Regions from separate parts of the Mus musculus genome. Here all the other regions are linked to region 1. Evidence: chromatin contacts called from public Hi-C, Micro-C and promoter capture Hi-C data. All regions are on one chromosome and are shown on one strand. Each heading gives the region's core, a stretch centred on a gene start, on an enhancer-like site or on the middle of the called end of the contact. The rest is flanking DNA. Distances are from core to core; before and after follow the strand shown. Region 1 holds the start of Rwdd3 (RWD domain containing 3). Region 2 holds the start of Usp53 (ubiquitin specific peptidase 53). Region 3 holds the start of 4933405D12Rik (RIKEN cDNA 4933405D12 gene). Region 4 holds the start of Dnttip2 (deoxynucleotidyltransferase, terminal, interacting protein 2). Region 5 holds the start of Gclm (glutamate-cysteine ligase, modifier subunit).

Region 1 (3,151 bases), core at 487-2,986:
ATTACTTATTGATGCCAGAACACTGAATTAAATTAATTAGGAGGCATGACTTGAAGTCATGCTCAATTTAAGAGCAGATAAAGAGCCGCAGTGTTCAGAGTATTAAGACAACCCCCTCCCCCTCTCTCTCAGCACTTCTTTTTGGGGGGTTTCTCTGACCTATCAACAGTATCTGATTGGTCATAATGCAAACCACCACCATTTTTTTAAAATGTCATAGGACATCACAGGTTCGTTTCTCCCAGATATTGGCAAGTAAGTCACGATACAAGAACTCGGAGACACGAGTGATCCCTTTAAATAGCTGCCTCCGGCAGAAGCAATTACCAATAGAGAGAATTGTGGAGACAGGAGATGCTAACCGATCAGGATGCTACCCAATCACAAGAGGGTGGCAAATCCCTACAATAAATCCTTTCATAGGGGTCTTAAGGAAGTTTCAAAAATATACAAGACAGGTCTAGGCACTTAAGAAGAGAGCAACTCCATTTTTCTAGAAAGTTCACATGGCCTGAAACGTCAAATCACCACAAAGATCTGTAGATGTGTGCATGCAAGAAGGCATAGGAGAAAGGGGTCACTGACTTATCTTATGGAAACCCAAAGCCCTCCTAATCATAGATATAGCTTCCTTAGGTCTAGCACATCTCACACTGTCTTCCTAGAGCTAAGCCAATTTATGGTCAGAAAAGCCATTACAATCGTAGTTACATTGTAACAGTAGAGGGATGGCTCTCACTGACCTCAAAATGTACATGACATATTTGACAGCTCAGCGAGGGTGAGAATAATTTGCATCAGCACATTTTCCCAAAAGGGGGAAATTGGGGGCACTCAGTGGTTAAGAGCACTGACTATTCCCTGGGTTCAGTTCTCAGCACCTTTAAGGCAAGGCTCTCAAACCCTCGGTAACTCCTAGCCCCTGAACGTCCTATTCAGGCCTCCCAGGCACACTCAGCATACAGGTCTATACAGGCATGCAAAACACTCATACATACGCCAAAAAAAAATTTAAAAGTGTGTGAGTGGAGCGTCTGGGTTCCTTAACGGAAGCCAAGACAAGAATGAAATTTTAGCTTTTTAAAACAATTAATAATAACAACAATAGTAATAGCTTTACAGACTATAAACTCTCAGAGGGTCGGTGCCCTGCCTGGGTTAGAAGAGAAGGTCTCCATGCTGCGTCCAGCAGAAGTCTGGAATCGGCTGCCATTTTTCAGCAGCCTGGAAAACGTAAAAATAAAAATATTTTTAAGTAAAACAACAAAAAAAATTAATAATAAAGTCAAAGGCAATTAACTCTGGAGAGTTCAAACCTTAACAAGCATTTCCTGACTGCCTTCCACGTGGCTGACAACCAACTACAGCGTCCTGTTGTCAGGGACGTGATACACAAATGCTTATGGTGGATGCCGACTATTTGGAGGAGCTGGGTTTCACGAGGAGGGCACTGCGCACCGTCTAGTTGCGGGAGAGCACGGGGTAGGGGGGCGGAGAGGGCGAGCTCAGGGGAGGGCACTGCAAGCGCAGGCCAACCCCACCCCCCAGTCCCCTCCTACTCCTGTCCAGGGCCACAAGACACCGGGTCCCCGACTCCCCGCAGTGGCCGCAGGGTGAGAGGCAGGGTATTCACCTGAACAGCTCAACATCTCCCACTCGTTGGGCCCGCAGAAGATCGCGGCCAGCGCCGAGAGCTCCTGCCGCACCTCCTCCACCATATCCGTGCGACCAGAACCCAAAGCCACTTCCGCCGCCTCCCGGAGCAAAGCTCCCCTACGGTCACTGGGGGGCGCCCCGGCCTCACAGCCAGGTCGGCTGCGGATGGCGCCGGGCGGGGGGCGGGGAGATGGGCGTGTTTATGGGCGTGGCATGTGTCCGCCCAGAACCTTCTGAGTTTTGGCCTCTGTGGTTTTCTGGATCAGAGAGAGACCTGTAAAGCCCCAAAGTCCCCTACAAGAACAACCAGGCTGTGAACCCACCGTGCTTCACCAGGCTAGGAGGAAATGGAGAGAGTAAAAAAAACCTAAACAAACAAGAAAAGCCAAACAAGGCGAACGAGCCCTTGTCAGGCTTTTGAACTTTGTGTCCTGAGATCCCACAGTGAGCAAAACACAAATTCCATGTCCTCATGAGGGTCAGTGACCCTCGTGGTCAGGATATTTCAGAAAAGAGAACGATAATGACCTCCAGGATACTGACCTGGTTGGTCACTAGCCTCGGGATTACACACAAGGTCTAGATTCCAGGGCCTCTTTCCAGTCCAAGATGAAGAAGAGGGAAGACTGAGATGAGACTCCTTAGAGATGGGGTCCAAAGCCAAAAACTAGCTTTACAGTGATTTGATTTGAGTTGATTTGATTTGGTTCGGTTTGGTTCGGTTCAGGTGATATTCGATGCATATAACATAATGTGTCTATTACCTCTCTGATCCCTGAAGCTTAATGGTGAAATCACCATCTTTGAATCTTGACCTAAATTTCAAAACACTCGCAGTAACAATAGGATAACAGAATGAGTGATGCATCTGTTTCAACCTCGACTTTAGTAAGCAAAATTAATTTGTGGTAAGTAGTTCTGTCTAGGTGCATTTGACTCCCCCCGCCCCCAAAATAAAAATTTTTAATTCTGCAGCTCCCAAGAGTCCTTTGGCTCACTCGGGGAGGTCTCATGCCACTGGTTTGTATCAGAAATAACATTCTGTGAGTTCATCAAAGAATTTAAGTAGGTCTTCAGTGACTCCTTTCACTGACTTCTACAAGTCAGAATAATTTTAACTGGGCCACGTTACTATCCCAATCATCATTTCTATTGCTAAAAGGGCAATTTGAAAAAAGGAAGAGAAATTGGCTTCCAAGAAGAGAAAGGAAATCTGATGAGATAGACAAGAAAAGCTTTTCCAGGGATGCCCTGAGATTTCAGTGACCCCAGGCAATTAGGAACCGTGCTGTGCAAATAATTAGAAAGATAAAGGTTTATTTAAACACATGATTATCTATAATGTAACCAATTTGTATTAGAAGAAAGAAAAAAAAAATAGTTCCTTTGAGTTATTTCCAAAATAGCAGTTCAAGCAAGTTCAGTGGGTTCATAATTAACTGTTAGAGAGATTTGGGGAAAAGATTACACTTTTTGATTTACAGCACCACTCTGT
Region 2 (3,151 bases), core at 482-2,981, 1.8 Mb after region 1:
GGAGAGAAGACGAGTTTTCAGAAAGTTGTAGAGTCAAGCAAAGTCCTTGATTCATTCCTTCTACAACTACAGACTTCCAACATAATGGAGCTGGTGTCTAATGAAGTTAGCATCTAAAAGTGCACATCACCCCTTAAAATAGATCAGATTTCTTGTCATTTTTAAACTTTATTCTGTTAAAACAAACTTCTAAGCCACTGTACACCAAAACTGCATTTTTCGACACTACATAGTGAAAATAAACTTCTGAAATTAAACAATATAAGAAATATTTTGAATCAGAGCACATAGTGAAACTGTAAGGGCATTGTGTGTGTGTGTGGGGGGGGGTGCTTTCTTACTAAAGGGCAAGAATAAGTAGAAAATGTGTCCTACCACTAAAATGGCACTTTTATTTAAAAAAAAAAAGTGACGCCTTTAAAGTAATAAACTGTTAGTGCCACGTATCATGAGTTCGATAGACAACTTTATAAATAAAAAAAAAAATCCTAAGGAAAAGGCTTGTTTGGAGGGTCTCTTGTTTTTTATCCTTTGGGAAAAATACTTAATACATTGATTCGATTTACAAACTAAACAAATCACTTCTGTAAGTTTATAGCAAGTTGTCCAAAGGAGCTCACTTTAAAAGTCTCTAAAAGATAAGTCAAAAACCTTATTTTCCATACAACTCTTGCCCGCAGAAAATCTATTAGGAATTCTTCTGACAATAGCAGATAAATCACACATTACTTTTGAAGACCCTTTCTTCACTATTTTTTTTTTCCTTTTTTCTTTAACAGAATAGGATGAGGGATCTCTGCCTCGACCATCATCGACACAGAATTGAAAACAACAGAAAATAAAACTGACAAGTTATCAATGTCACCAATCCATTCTATCATAACTTCGTGTCAGCACTGGCTCCACCTTTTAAAGGTGAAAATCAGCGTGCCTGGTCTTAAACAAGCTCCAGGGCTCACCACAGAGAACTTAGGTTTACTGCCCATGTACCTCAAAAGTAGCCTTGAAAATATATTTGGAGGAAAGAATATGTTTCCAGCTATGGAAGACCGCAAGCAGATAAGGACGTGCAGTACGTTTTTGCAAGCATTTATCGGGATCTGCACGGAGAAAACAAACCCCAGGAGAATAACAAAACCTCAAAACAGGCTCAGATTGCAGGGCTTCACATCCTCCCGGTTACACCTGCGCAGGCACTTCCTGTTCCCCCGCGCCGCCGGCGAGTAGTTTGGTAATTGTACCGTAAACCGCCGTTTAGAAGCTAAACATTAACTCCGTCCGTCTGTCCAGCTACTGAGAAACCAACCAAGCCAAGATTCTATCACATCCAATCCAGTCTGCTCCGCCAAGGAGGAACGCCAATCACGCTGGAGCCCTGGTGAAGGCTCAGTGCTCCGGCAGCTGTGGGGCTGCACCGGGAACCGCAGGAGCCTGGCCAGCGCATCCCGACCCGGCCCAATCCCGCCCTCAGCCTGCGGCCACCCGGGTTAGCGCGCCCGAGCGGGGCCAGGCCGTGGGGACCGAGAGTCCTCCGCCCTCTGCCCAGCGGGGGCTCCCGCGACTCACCCCAAGCTCTACCTCCCGGCGCCGTAGCCCTTCCAGTCCCACTGGCCCGGCTCCGCCTCGCGCCGACACCCACAACGTCGTGACAGGCAAAGCGACACGCACAGGGACAGACGGCCACACCGCCGCTTTCAGCCGCCAGACCCGCGCAGAGCATGCGCGCACGCCCAAGACCCAGGGGCCGGTCTGGGCAGTGACACCTGCGATCAACAGGTCTCTGGACCCCGCCTTCCCCCGCGTCAGGACGCCCCGCCCCCTTGCGCCGGGCCCGCCTCCTCGTCTCGCCCCGCCCCGCCCCGCCCCCGCACGTGAGTTCCCGGCTTTCCCGCGGGTGATGCTCCCTTTCCGAGGGCTTGTGTGAGGCGCGAGATCCCGCGAGAGCAGGGCTCGGGCTTCTGCCCCGACGCGGGGGTGGCGCGCGGGGCGGGCTGTGAGACGGGACGTGGCGGATCGGCGAGCGGCTGCGTGGTGGGCTGGGGACTGCGGCGGATTTCCACGGCAGACGCGGGCGTCCCGCCGTCGTCCGCCTTGGTTGGCGGCTTTGCAGCCTGAGTGCGGATGCGCGGGGATCTGAGCCGGGGTTCTGTGGGTTTCAGCCATTGCTGGGTCGGCACCCCGGCGGTCCCCTTAGGGAGTCGGTACGGTCTGTTTGCAGTTGAATGGTGTCCTTTGGCGCGAATGTATTTTCCCTAAGTGGGGCTTTCGTGACCACTAATAAAACGAACGTCTTCATAACCGCGCTGACCCAGTTAGTATTTGTCAGAAATTTTGGCAGCATCCTCTCCGCGATGTGGAGCAGGTTTTGAGTTGCAAGCTGCTGCTGCTGCGAACCAGACTAGCCTTTGTCTGGGAAACTTTTATTTGGGATGATAATTAAAAGGAAAAACAAAACAAAGGGGGGAAAAAAAAACCTGGCTGATGATTAAGATGACTCAAAAAGGTAGATGTAGGTTTGGAAGACATTTCCAAAGCTGGCGTGAGTCATAAAAGTTGACTTAGATAAACTCAAAGGGGACTCCAGTTTACCTGAAGAAATCGCATGAGGGAGACCCTGCAGGTTGGTGGGTGACATGCAGTGAGGTTATTGTGTTTGACCCGGGATCAGTGAGAATTTATTATGTACCACATAAAAGAAGTAACATGAAGCCATAGACGCCGTCCTCAACATTAACATTAAAACCTCGACGGGAAGGAGCCGGAGAAACCAGCTCTTAGAAATGTAAAGAATTGGCACCATACTGTTTCCTCTCGGGTGCACTCTGTTTTGAGGTGTTGTTTAATATATCTTCTGTCACCTCTTTCCCCTTCAGCTATATTGTGTATTCTCGGATGTATTTTACATGAGTGCCTTAAATATGTCTTAAAAATAGACCAAGGAACAAGCAGTCCAGGTTTAGTTATGTTAATGTCCTACTCTTGACGTAACAAGATCTGAACGCCTTGTTCCCCCAGGAAAAAAAAAAAATGGTAGTTAGGAAGGTCACAGTGTGGTTGTATTAACTCAGAATTACTGTTCCTCGATGTGAGGTGAATGTTGGGGGTTAGATTCAAACAGTCCCTGGGTGAGCAGACCTAAATTATGAAGGAA
Region 3 (3,151 bases), core at 362-2,861, 1.8 Mb after region 1:
CTTAGATAATTTGTTATTTTTGTTCCCTAATTTTCTAAATCCATAACCAACTTTCGTATTGTCCATGCAAAAACTACAGCTCTCATCTTAAAAGAAAGAGACAGTTTATTCAGGAGCCACCCTGAATGGCCATGGGGACACAGATCTATATCTGTTACCCAATTCCATATTCCCACATGGAAACAGTTTCGTGAAGTTTTTAAAATTGCTTCACAGAACCAAGAAAGTAATAAAACAAGGCAAGCCCAAAATACACTGGTGGGTACTTTAGAAAGGCTGATTTAGGAAAGGAGAAAGCTCTTCTGTAAGCCCACGATGCTATCAGGGCTACTTGGTTGGTATAAGTTAGTGGGCTGCTAAGTTAGTAGACTCCAACAGGTTTTTATCTAATGGTTACAGGATATTCTGACATAGAGTTGAGTGGCTTATTAAAATACTCCCATGAAATACCTATGTAAATTCCACGCTTTACCTTATCTGAGCCTTCTGAAAATTCGTGACTGTAATTGAGACAGGCTAATTCCATGACAGACTTCTAATTGGCAGTTCCTGGGATTAGGCCTAAAATCCTAGGCTTCAGGCAGCTAGTCAGAAAGTGCCCTACCATCAGAAACGACCCCCCCCCCCCCAAAAAAAAAAAACCCAACCTGGCCTGAAGCAAGGACAATGGGTTTTCAGCCCTCACACCCAGGCAATAGTTTCAGAATGTCCTTAAGAGAGAGTAGATAAGGCCACCTACCCCAGGATTCCTCAGGCAAGTTTCTAGCCACCACACCAAGGTTATGCTTCTGGAATGCCCGAGATAAGAGTAAGACAAAGCCCATCTATCCGAGAATTCCCCCAATGTGCAGCGAGCATACTTGGTAATGGGAGACTCCAGCATGCTGGACTTCGACAAAATAAAACACTCTGTGTGTTTACAAACTACTTGAGTCTGGAGTATCATTCTTCAGCGAATCATGGACCCTTACAACGTCCACCTCATCAAAACTGTTTCAAAAATTATGAGCAAATCGCTCAAGTCTGTACAAAATCATCCAAAGTTCTCAAACTGTACACACTTCCCAAACATGTAAGAAACCAAAAAGTTTACGTGTATTGGAGAGATGATTCTACGGGGTCTGCCAACCTTTTTACATTGTCACACAATGTTGTCGTCTCCAAAGTTATTATCAGAGAATCTCACGATCTAGTTTTTTAAAAGGAAGGAAGAAAGAAAGAAAGAGAGAGAGGGAGGGAGGGAGGGAGGGAGGGAGGGAGGAAGGAAGGAAGGAAGGGAAGGAAGGAAGGAAGGAAGGAAGGAAGGAAAGGAAGGAAGGAAGGAAGGAAGGAAGGAAGGAAGGAAGAAGGGAGGAAGAAAGAAAAACATCCCCCCACACGCTCATGTTTATAAAAAGACTACTTTTGTGGGTGGGCAAGGCTGGAATCCTTTGAGGCGGTTCCTGAAGTTCTGGCATCATCTCAGAGAAAAGGAGTTGAGACAGTTTTCATCCCAGAAACCGGGAGAACCAGTAATGCACCCTGCAAGGCAGCGTTTGAGCTACGTGAGAGAGCTCACCTGCACCTTAGAAACCACCTCTGAACACCGCAAGGGGACACCCCACCAGGAAGCAACGGGGCGGGGCACAGAGCGCATGCGTGCGGTCGGGGAGGCGGGGCAGACACCTTCGCCAAGTTCGGGGGGCGAGGAGGGGTGGTGGAACAGAGCGCCTGCGCCAAGAGCAGCCGGCCCAGCGGAGTCTGCGCGTTCCCGGGAATGCCGAAGAAGGCGAATTCCTAGAAAGGGAGGACGCCTGCGCAGTCCGGAAGGCGGGGACGCGGGGGCGGGGCGGGGCGCGGCGGCGGGGGCGGGGCGCCTAGTCGATTGGCGGGGTTACCCGGAATTGGTTGCTAGACTGGGCGCGAAGCGGTCTTCAGGTTTGGTCTCAGTTGCGCGGAAGTGAAACGACGCGGAGATGGAGGTGAGCCAGGCGGCGTCTGGTACCGACGGTGTCCGGGAACGGAGGGGCTCGTTCGAAGCTGGAAGGAGGAACCAAGATGAGGCACCTCAGTCCGGGATGAACGGGCTTCCGAAACACTCCTACTGGCTGGATCTCTGGCTCTTCATCCTTTTCGACCTGGCCTTGTTCGTCTTCGTGTACCTCTTGCCCTGGTGAGTATCCTGAGTTGCAGAGTTGAAGAGCTTAGGAAGCTGGCGGCTGCTTCAGTCTTCTCGGAGAGGGAGGGAGGGACGGCAGCTAGAGATGGCGGAGTTGGAAGAGCGAAAATGGATTTCCTTGACACCCCAGTGGCAAGAGGAGTGTGGAGAAAACTTGACTTCCCATATTTGTCTGTTTCATCACCACAAACGAACTGTTAAGTGTTAGAAACCTATACCCATAATTAGATCTATCGTAAATAATAAAAAATAATTACTAAAAACTAATAAAAATAAAAGTAAATAAATATCGTAAGTAATAAAAAATAGAGCATGACAGGTTAAATGTGATTATATCTAAAGTGATTTGAGTGTTGTGCGCCTGCTTAAAATGCTTAGCCCAAAGCAAGCCTTGTAAACTTAACTTGTCCATAACTTATGCAGATAAACGCGTATTATCTTCCAGAGTATCCCCAGTCCTACATCTGTCAAAGAATGGAGTATCTTGGGTTTCTTTGGCTCTCATTTTTTCGGTTTTGTGGCAAATTAGAAGGCAGAGAATGGGGGGGGGGTTTGAAAAGATAAACAGTTTTTTGATAAAAACTCGTTAAGTCATTTTGGTATAGACATTTCAAGAACAGTGATTTATTATTTAGTTATTTTTAATGATCTCATTTTCACCTCTGGGTAGAAAATTCATGACTTAATAATGTAGGCCTTTAGTTTTCCTTATCAATAGTGTAAATTATGTAGGGATAGGCTAGCAGTATCTATGTTCAGCGTCCCACTAAATGTCAAAATAAGCAGATGAAGGAAACAAGTATTTGGTTTTTACAGACCGGTTTGCTGAGTCAAGAATGGGGCTTCTGGAGTGAATCTTGAAAACGACTATAGACTCTTGAATGAAGAGGACTCCAGCAGCTGACTTCGGCACCTCTATCTAACCTTTTCTTCAGCCCTTGACCTCACTAAAGTACTATCATATGTTTAAAACCTGTTTTTCATGGTTGAAGT
Region 4 (3,151 bases), core at 479-2,978, 1.1 Mb after region 1:
TAGGTAAAAATATTTAGAGACCCTATCTGATAAGGTCTTATATTCAGAATATGTAGAGATCTTACAATTTAGTAAGAATGCCTAATAAAGGGGGCTGGAGAGATGGCTCAGCAGTTAAGAGCACTGACTGCTCTTCCAGAGGTCCTGAGTTCAATTCCCAGCAACCACATGGTGGCTCACAACCATCTGTAATGAGATCTGATGCCTTCCCCCTCTTCTGGTGCGGCTGAAGACAACTACAGTGTACTGATATAAATAAATAAATAAATCTTTTTTTAAAATGCATAATAAAAATACATGGAAGATCAGTACCTCCCCCAGAAAGAACAAGATAGAAGAACCCTTTAAAGCCTAAACTGAAAAGTAACAGCCCGCACTTGTCATAGGGTTTTTCACTAAGCCCAGCCTGTCAAGAGCTTGAAGATTCTTGTCTTCAAGTTCCACAAATGCGCAGGAACTCGTTTTCTTGTTCTTCACTTTCTTGTTCTCTCACTCCTAAAGATAGGCTGTTTCCTCAGGGCACACAATGGCTGTGTGGAAACCAGAGACCACAGTTCTCCAGGAAAACAAAAACAAAAAAAAACCCTATTTTACTAAGTAAGCATGAGGCTAGTGTTTTAAGACAACATCTAACAATCAAAAGTTGGTTACTACGTATACCTGGCTCCAAGGAGAGCAATTTAATGTAGAAGTAATGTATCCATGGAAAGATAGGTTTTTAGGAAAAATTTTGTGTTAAAAAGTGAAGGAAAACGAACCCCCCCTTTTTTTTTTCTTGCTTCCAACACTAATTCCTTTACCCCCTCCTCGATTCCTTTGTAGCCTTTCAACATATTCTAGTTCTCCATCTTTCATCCAACAAAACAAAAACTAAAACACCTCAGCCAGGTGCTGTGGCCCATGGATCCCAACACTTGGGAGGCAGATGGATATCTGTGAGTTCAGGATCAGGCTGGTCTAAATAGTGAGTTCTAGGGCAGCCAGGGCCATGTAGAGAGATCTTGTCTCAAAACAAAAATCCTAAAACTCTTTTGATTCTGGCTAGTCTCTTACTTCCATTGTAAAAAAACAAAAAACTTTAATCCCCGTCCTTCACAACGTCTTTCACCTTTTTTATTTAAAAAAAAAAAAAAAAAAAAAAAAAAAAAAAAAAAAGGCGTACTTCAAATCCCGAGACATTTTAGTTAAATCCCACAGCTTTCTAATTATTCTCCGAAAACTTGGGTGCATTTAACATACATCCTTGTATCCCAATCAAATATCGGAATCTCATTTATTAAGTTATTAAAATACTGTTTTCTAAAAGGACTAAATAAAGTCTCCTTTGGCTTCCGTAAAGACTTACGCCAAAGATCTCACAATTACTGCACGGGGGTGGGGGGTGAGGGGGATGGAAAGCAGAGTAAATGATGCGACTTCCCATTTTGTGTTAAACGGCGAGGAGGTCCTCCTCGCTGAGGACCGCACAGCGGACGAGCTGGGAACTGGAGGCGGAGCTGCTTTTGCCCCCCCCCCCCCCCAACACACACACCCCACCCCCCCACCCCCCGCTGACCCGCACTAGTCCGATGGCGGAGACCGCTGGCCAGAACTGCAGTGGAGCCGGGGAAGGAACGATTCTCCCGAGCCGCGGTTTCCGCAGGGAAACCTAAGCGAGTTCCTGTTTCGACGCACTTCCGAAGCGTCGGAACAGAGGAAGCCGCGCTGGCTGCCGGGAATCCGGAGTCGGAAAGATGGTGGTCACCAGGTCCGGGCTCTCCCGGACCAGGCTCCAAGAAAGCTCCCAGCAGAAGGTGAGCTGGGTCTCAGGTTCTCCGGGTCTCCTCGCCGCTGAGCAGAGCGGCTCGGCAGGGCGGAGGAGAGCGACGAGGAACCGAGCGGGTCGCGCGTGGTACTGCGCCGGACTGGCTCGGACCTGGGGGTCTTTCAGGGCTCTTACGGGAGTTTCGGTAGCGTGCCCTGCGCAGGCGAGGCCTTTTAAGTTTACTGTTAGGACAGTACCGGGGAAAGTTAATGCCCGCCACCTCGACCAAGCCTGGTTTGGGGGATAGGAGGAGCACCGTTTTCACGTGGAGAGACTGGCATGGCCGAGCACTAACCCCTCCGGCAACTGAAGGGCGGCGGTGGCGTCACTCAGAGCCTCTGGTTGTCTTCTGGTGCTATGCTCTTTAGATTGTGTGGTAAGGGCTATAGAGCAGCCCTTTCCTGTTGTAGAAATCCAGGCAAGTATCGGATTACCTTACACACTCCTAAACACGTGCTCAATTAGTATTCAACTCCCCCCCCTCCCTGCGCTTCTATAAATGATTTAAAATTTACCTCCTCTTTCTTTAAGTAGAGAAAGTTTTTTTAGTTCTGCTTTCTGAAGCCTAGGATGAGGCAAGTAAAAGAAATATCTTATCGTGAGTTTGTCTTCGTTTTGTACCTTCTTGAGTTTTGTTCCTTAGGCCATGCCACCTTTACCCTTGTCCCTGCCCTATCTACACTATATTGTGTTTGTTTTGGTTTTCAGAGGTCTGCTCCTCGGAGAATTGGGACACATCTAGAAAGCACAAAGGAATCGGGATCCGATGGCAGCACAGCTGAATCGCAGCCTGCTGAGAAACAGCACTCACGCAGCAGCAGCAGAACCACAGGCCCAGCGGAGATCATTGTGCTTATTTCTGATGACGAGGCTTCTGAAACGGAGTCCCACACTTCTGGGGTTACTTCTGTGTTAGAGGACCAAGAGCCCATTGTAAGAGTAACTAGGAAACGGCAGATCGTAATTGCTTCCACCTCAAAGTCCACTGTTAGGAAAAGGCAGAAAGTAGCCCCTCAGCATGCATCTGCTGATGAAGTTGTTGTTTCTGAAGCAGAGTCTCATGTTTCAGGGGTTTCTATGGTTGTACCTTCCACAGAGAGAAGCAGCAGAAATAAGGCTAATTCTCAAAGAGATTCAAGCCAAGAATCACAGTCGGGAACTGTATCTGATGCTGAGTTGTCCTGCTCAGGCATTTCATCGTTAGAGATCTTGCCGAGAACAACAGCCAGGAATGTGAAGAAGAAATTACAGTTCCCAGCTGAGAAAAACGATACTAAGATTACACCAGGAAATAAAAAGCAAATTGTGGGTATGTCTGTGTGTTCAGAGGACTCAGATGCTACTCAG
Region 5 (3,151 bases), core at 402-2,901, 1.1 Mb after region 1:
TCCACAGCCCAGGCTAACACTGGGTTCCTGATCCTCCCTCCGAGGATCCTGCCTCAGCCTGCCGAGTGGAGGAATTGTAGGCGCGTGCTACCACGTGTGGTCTCAAAGGGTCTACAAATGTACATCTCAGAAACAACGTGAAGTCCTCCGTGCACTCCTGAGTGTGCCAGCCTGTGATAGTCAGGTTATAACAGGAGAGAGTAGAATACAACAACAATTTTGAGGGCTAGGGATGCCCACTGTCAGAACGCATGTGTAAGCCTTCGACCCCAGCACCATAAATAGTAGTTCTCACTTACTGAACATTTATTATAAGCCAAGTACTGAACTAAGGACTCACCATACCTTCTCTTAGTAACTCATCACAACTACCTACCCAACGGCAGATCTGATGTCCTGTGGCCTCCAGGGGCCCTGAACGGTGCCCATAAACTCATGGAAGAAAACACACATACACACAAATAAACAATATTTTTGTATGTTTGTTTTGAGACAGAGTCTCTCTACCTAGCTCTGGCTGTCCTGGGACTCTCTATGTAGACCAGGCTGGCCATGAATTCACAGATTCACCTGCCTCTGCCTCCCAAGTGCTGGGATTAAAGGCGTGTGCCACCACCACCCGGCGACCACTAAGTTTTAACCAAATATTTACATGGACTTTTAAGAGAATATAATCAAAAGTCTAACAATGACCATAAAAAATTCATCAGAAGAATCAATTGTTTATATTTAAGTAAGGCCATGTGAGGGGCTGCTCCTGGGAAACCTCTTCTCCATGGATTCTTGCTCATTGGATGTGCACAAAGATGTACCCAACACCAGCCTCACTTTTTCTGGAACGATCTTCCAGCCTTTCCTATTTCTTAGTAGTTTACCAACTCAGATTCATGTTTCTTTTGAAAAGATTTTGCCGCCTTATAATGAAAATCTCACCTGGCTCTAACATACCTGACTGGTTTGTTAAAAAGTTTGTTTCCTGGGTAAAACTTTAATAAACGGTCAGTTTGCTATTATACCCAGCCATCTCCAGTGGGAATGGGGAAGAATCACGAACAACTTGTAAAAGTGTGAATCATAAAACGTTCTCTGTTACCATCTGTTCCTTATGCTTAACTGACCTGGAAACTAACTGCCCCGTGGTATTTTTATTGTTTAATGTTTCATGGGCTGAGGCCTTTCTCTCGAAGGATTAGGCTTCTGAAAGGGGAAAATTAAAGTTGTACTCTCTGGTTTCATACAGCACCAGCAAATAGGTAAATCAACACGCTGGAAGAAGAATGATCAGTTTGGGGGAAAGACTCTTGGGCAAAGCAAAGCAAAAGGAAAAAATAAAAATAAATTTAAAAAACAGAGCGGGGCGCGGGCAATGAGACACTCGCGCCATCGCATCAGCTCCTTAGACACAGAAGCAGGCACGCTCTCAAGGCCTGGGAGGATGGACCTCCGGCGGTCCTCTCGAAGAGGGCGTGTCCAGGGCCGCAGCGCGGGCGGCCATTGGCTGAGCGGCGCTCCCGGGCGCACCGTCAACTCTCACGAGGCGCTGGCGGCGTAGGCCGCGCGCCGCGCTCTGGCCGGCAGGGGGCGCACGTCCGCGCGCTGTTCTCCCCCGCGGCGCCGCCCGCTCCCGGCCGCCCGGCGCCACGCCCGCCGCAGGCCGAGGGCCAGTCACCCGCGGGCCTGCGCCCCGCCCCTGGCCCGCCGCGGGACGAGTAACGGTTACGAAGCACTTTCTCGGGTGAGGTTTCTGCTTAGTCATTGTCTTCCAGGAAACAGCTCCCTCGTTTCAGCGGCGGCGGCGGTGGCGGCCGCAGAAGCCGCAGCGACCGTCCGCGCCGGCGCCTCCCTCCCTTCCTTCCCTCCCTCCGGGACCGCCTCTCCGTCGCCGCCCGGCCTCCTCGGGCCCGAGCGCACACCGGGCTGTGGCCGCGCGGAGTCGGCAGCCTCGCGCTCTCCTCTGGGGCCTGGGGCACCGCCGCGCCCTGCGAGGCAGCCGTCTGCCCACTCGCCCGCCCGCCTGCCCGCCCGCTCGCCATCTCTCCGCGGCTCCGGCGCTACCCGGTCCCCTCCGGCGGCAGCTGCCATGGGCACCGACAGCCGCGCGGCCGGGGCGCTCCTGGCGCGGGCCAGCACCCTGCACCTGCAGACCGGGAACCTGCTCAACTGGGGCCGCCTGCGAAAAAAGTGCCCGTCCACGCACAGCGAGGAGGTGAGCACGGTGGGGGCCGAGGGTCTCCTCGAAGTGGGGACAAGCAGGGCTCTCCGGAGCTCGACCCGCTTCGGAGGTACCGAAGTGAGCTGGGTACTATCCCGGCTTGGCAGGTGCCACTGCGGGGCGAGGGGCGCCTCCGCCGGTCGGAGTTGATCGCACAACTCTTGAGGGCCACCGGGTCCCCTGTCTGGCTGGACAGAGCCACTGCAGCCCCGCGTCTTCATCTTCCGTCCCTCTCCCTTAGCCAAGGTAAAGGAAAGATAAAGGTTTAGTGTTTGGTAGATGGACTAACAATAGGTTTAACTTTGATATTGTTGACATTGCTTTCTCTATTGTACTGAATTTGGATTTGGGACAAATAACTTACTGGATGTTAACATTGTATTTGCTTCAAAACCATTAAAGAGGGGCAGGTGGTACACGCCTTTAATCCCGGCCCCTAGGGAGGCAATAGCAGTAGGATCTCTGAGTTCGAGGTCAGCCTGGTTTGTATATTGAACTCCAGGACAGCTAGGGCTACCCAGTGTCAGCCCCAACCCCCACGCCCCCAAAAAACCTAATGTGTAGTTGGAAGTGACAGATTAATCTAGAATTAAAATGTGTTATATTTGTGTTAATGGCCCATTCCTGAGCCAGTGGTTCTCCATGGACCGTGCAACTCATTGCAGAGGCGTATTGATAATATGGAACATGTATACTACTTAAAACAACAAAACAAGACAGATGTGCAATTATGTGTGGGGAGTAATAAGCTGGGTATGGTGGTGGGCTCTTCTAATACGCAGCCTCAGTGGGCTAAGGCAATAGAATGTAGAATTCGAGGCCAGCCTGGGCTACCATGTGATGAGGTCCTGGCTCAAAAAATAAATAAGATAAATGGAAACATTTTAAAAAAGAAACAGTTACACCTAGGAGCTATTTGACTTTGAGACTGTTTTCCCG

Evidence for each region. Promoter capture Hi-C pulls out the DNA fragments that hold promoters and counts their contacts. A called contact is a pair of places that touch in the nucleus more often than the background predicts. Capture Hi-C pulls out chosen DNA fragments and counts their contacts.
Region 2: a contact with region 1 is called in a Hi-C map of CD8 T cells, with 4 times the contacts expected there. The contact joins the promoter of Usp53 here to the promoter of Rwdd3 in region 1. A contact is called at or near these places in 1 of 39 promoter capture datasets (pre-B cells), 3 of 484 Hi-C or Micro-C datasets (CD4 T cells and CD8 T cells) and 1 of 115 datasets of contacts at active chromatin or transcription factors (thymic regulatory T cells).
Region 3: a contact with region 1 is called in a promoter capture Hi-C map of adipose tissue, with 3 times the contacts expected there. The contact joins the promoter of 4933405D12Rik here to the promoter of Rwdd3 in region 1. A contact is called at or near these places in 2 of 39 promoter capture datasets (liver and pre-B cells) and 2 of 9 other capture datasets (adipose tissue and liver).
Region 4: a Micro-C map of the G1E-ER4 cell line shows a contact between it and region 1. The contact joins the promoter of Dnttip2 here to the promoter of Rwdd3 in region 1. A contact is called at or near these places in 1 of 39 promoter capture datasets (pre-B cells), 2 of 484 Hi-C or Micro-C datasets (B cells and the G1E-ER4 cell line) and 1 of 115 datasets of contacts at active chromatin or transcription factors (astrocytes).
Region 5: a promoter capture Hi-C map of pre-B cells shows a contact between it and region 1, with 2.8 times the contacts expected there. The contact joins the promoter of Gclm here to the promoter of Rwdd3 in region 1. A contact is called at or near these places in 1 of 39 promoter capture datasets (pre-B cells) and 2 of 9 other capture datasets (adipose tissue and liver).

Annotation. Positions count from the first base shown.
Region 1 is chr3:121,169,959-121,173,109 of GRCm38.p6, forward strand. It overlaps Rwdd3 (RWD domain containing 3), which reads right to left and starts at 1,737. Exons shown (of 5, transcript NM_028456.3): 1 at 1,634-1,737. The coding sequence starts at 1,718.
Region 2 is chr3:122,982,716-122,985,866 of GRCm38.p6, forward strand. Usp53 (ubiquitin specific peptidase 53) reads right to left here and starts at 1,732. Exons shown (of 16, transcript NM_133857.3): 1 at 1,567-1,732.
Region 3 is chr3:122,922,505-122,925,655 of GRCm38.p6, forward strand. It overlaps 4933405D12Rik (RIKEN cDNA 4933405D12 gene), which reads right to left and starts at 1,612. Exons shown (of 6, transcript NR_046036.1): 1 at 1,559-1,612. It overlaps 1810037I17Rik (RIKEN cDNA 1810037I17 gene), which reads left to right and starts at 1,893. Exons shown (of 2, transcript NM_024461.2): 1 at 1,893-2,152; 2 at 2,975-3,151. The coding sequence starts at 1,956. The coding sequence ends at 2,975.
Region 4 is chr3:122,272,686-122,275,836 of GRCm38.p6, forward strand. It overlaps Dnttip2 (deoxynucleotidyltransferase, terminal, interacting protein 2), which reads left to right and starts at 1,729. Exons shown (of 7, transcript NM_153806.1): 1 at 1,729-1,793; 2 at 2,513-3,151. The coding sequence starts at 1,734.
Region 5 is chr3:122,243,906-122,247,056 of GRCm38.p6, forward strand. It overlaps Gclm (glutamate-cysteine ligase, modifier subunit), which reads left to right and starts at 1,652. Exons shown (of 7, transcript NM_008129.4): 1 at 1,652-2,206. The coding sequence starts at 2,081. Gm46822 (a long non-coding RNA gene) reads right to left here and starts at 467. Exons shown (of 6, transcript XR_001783970.1): 1 at 1-467.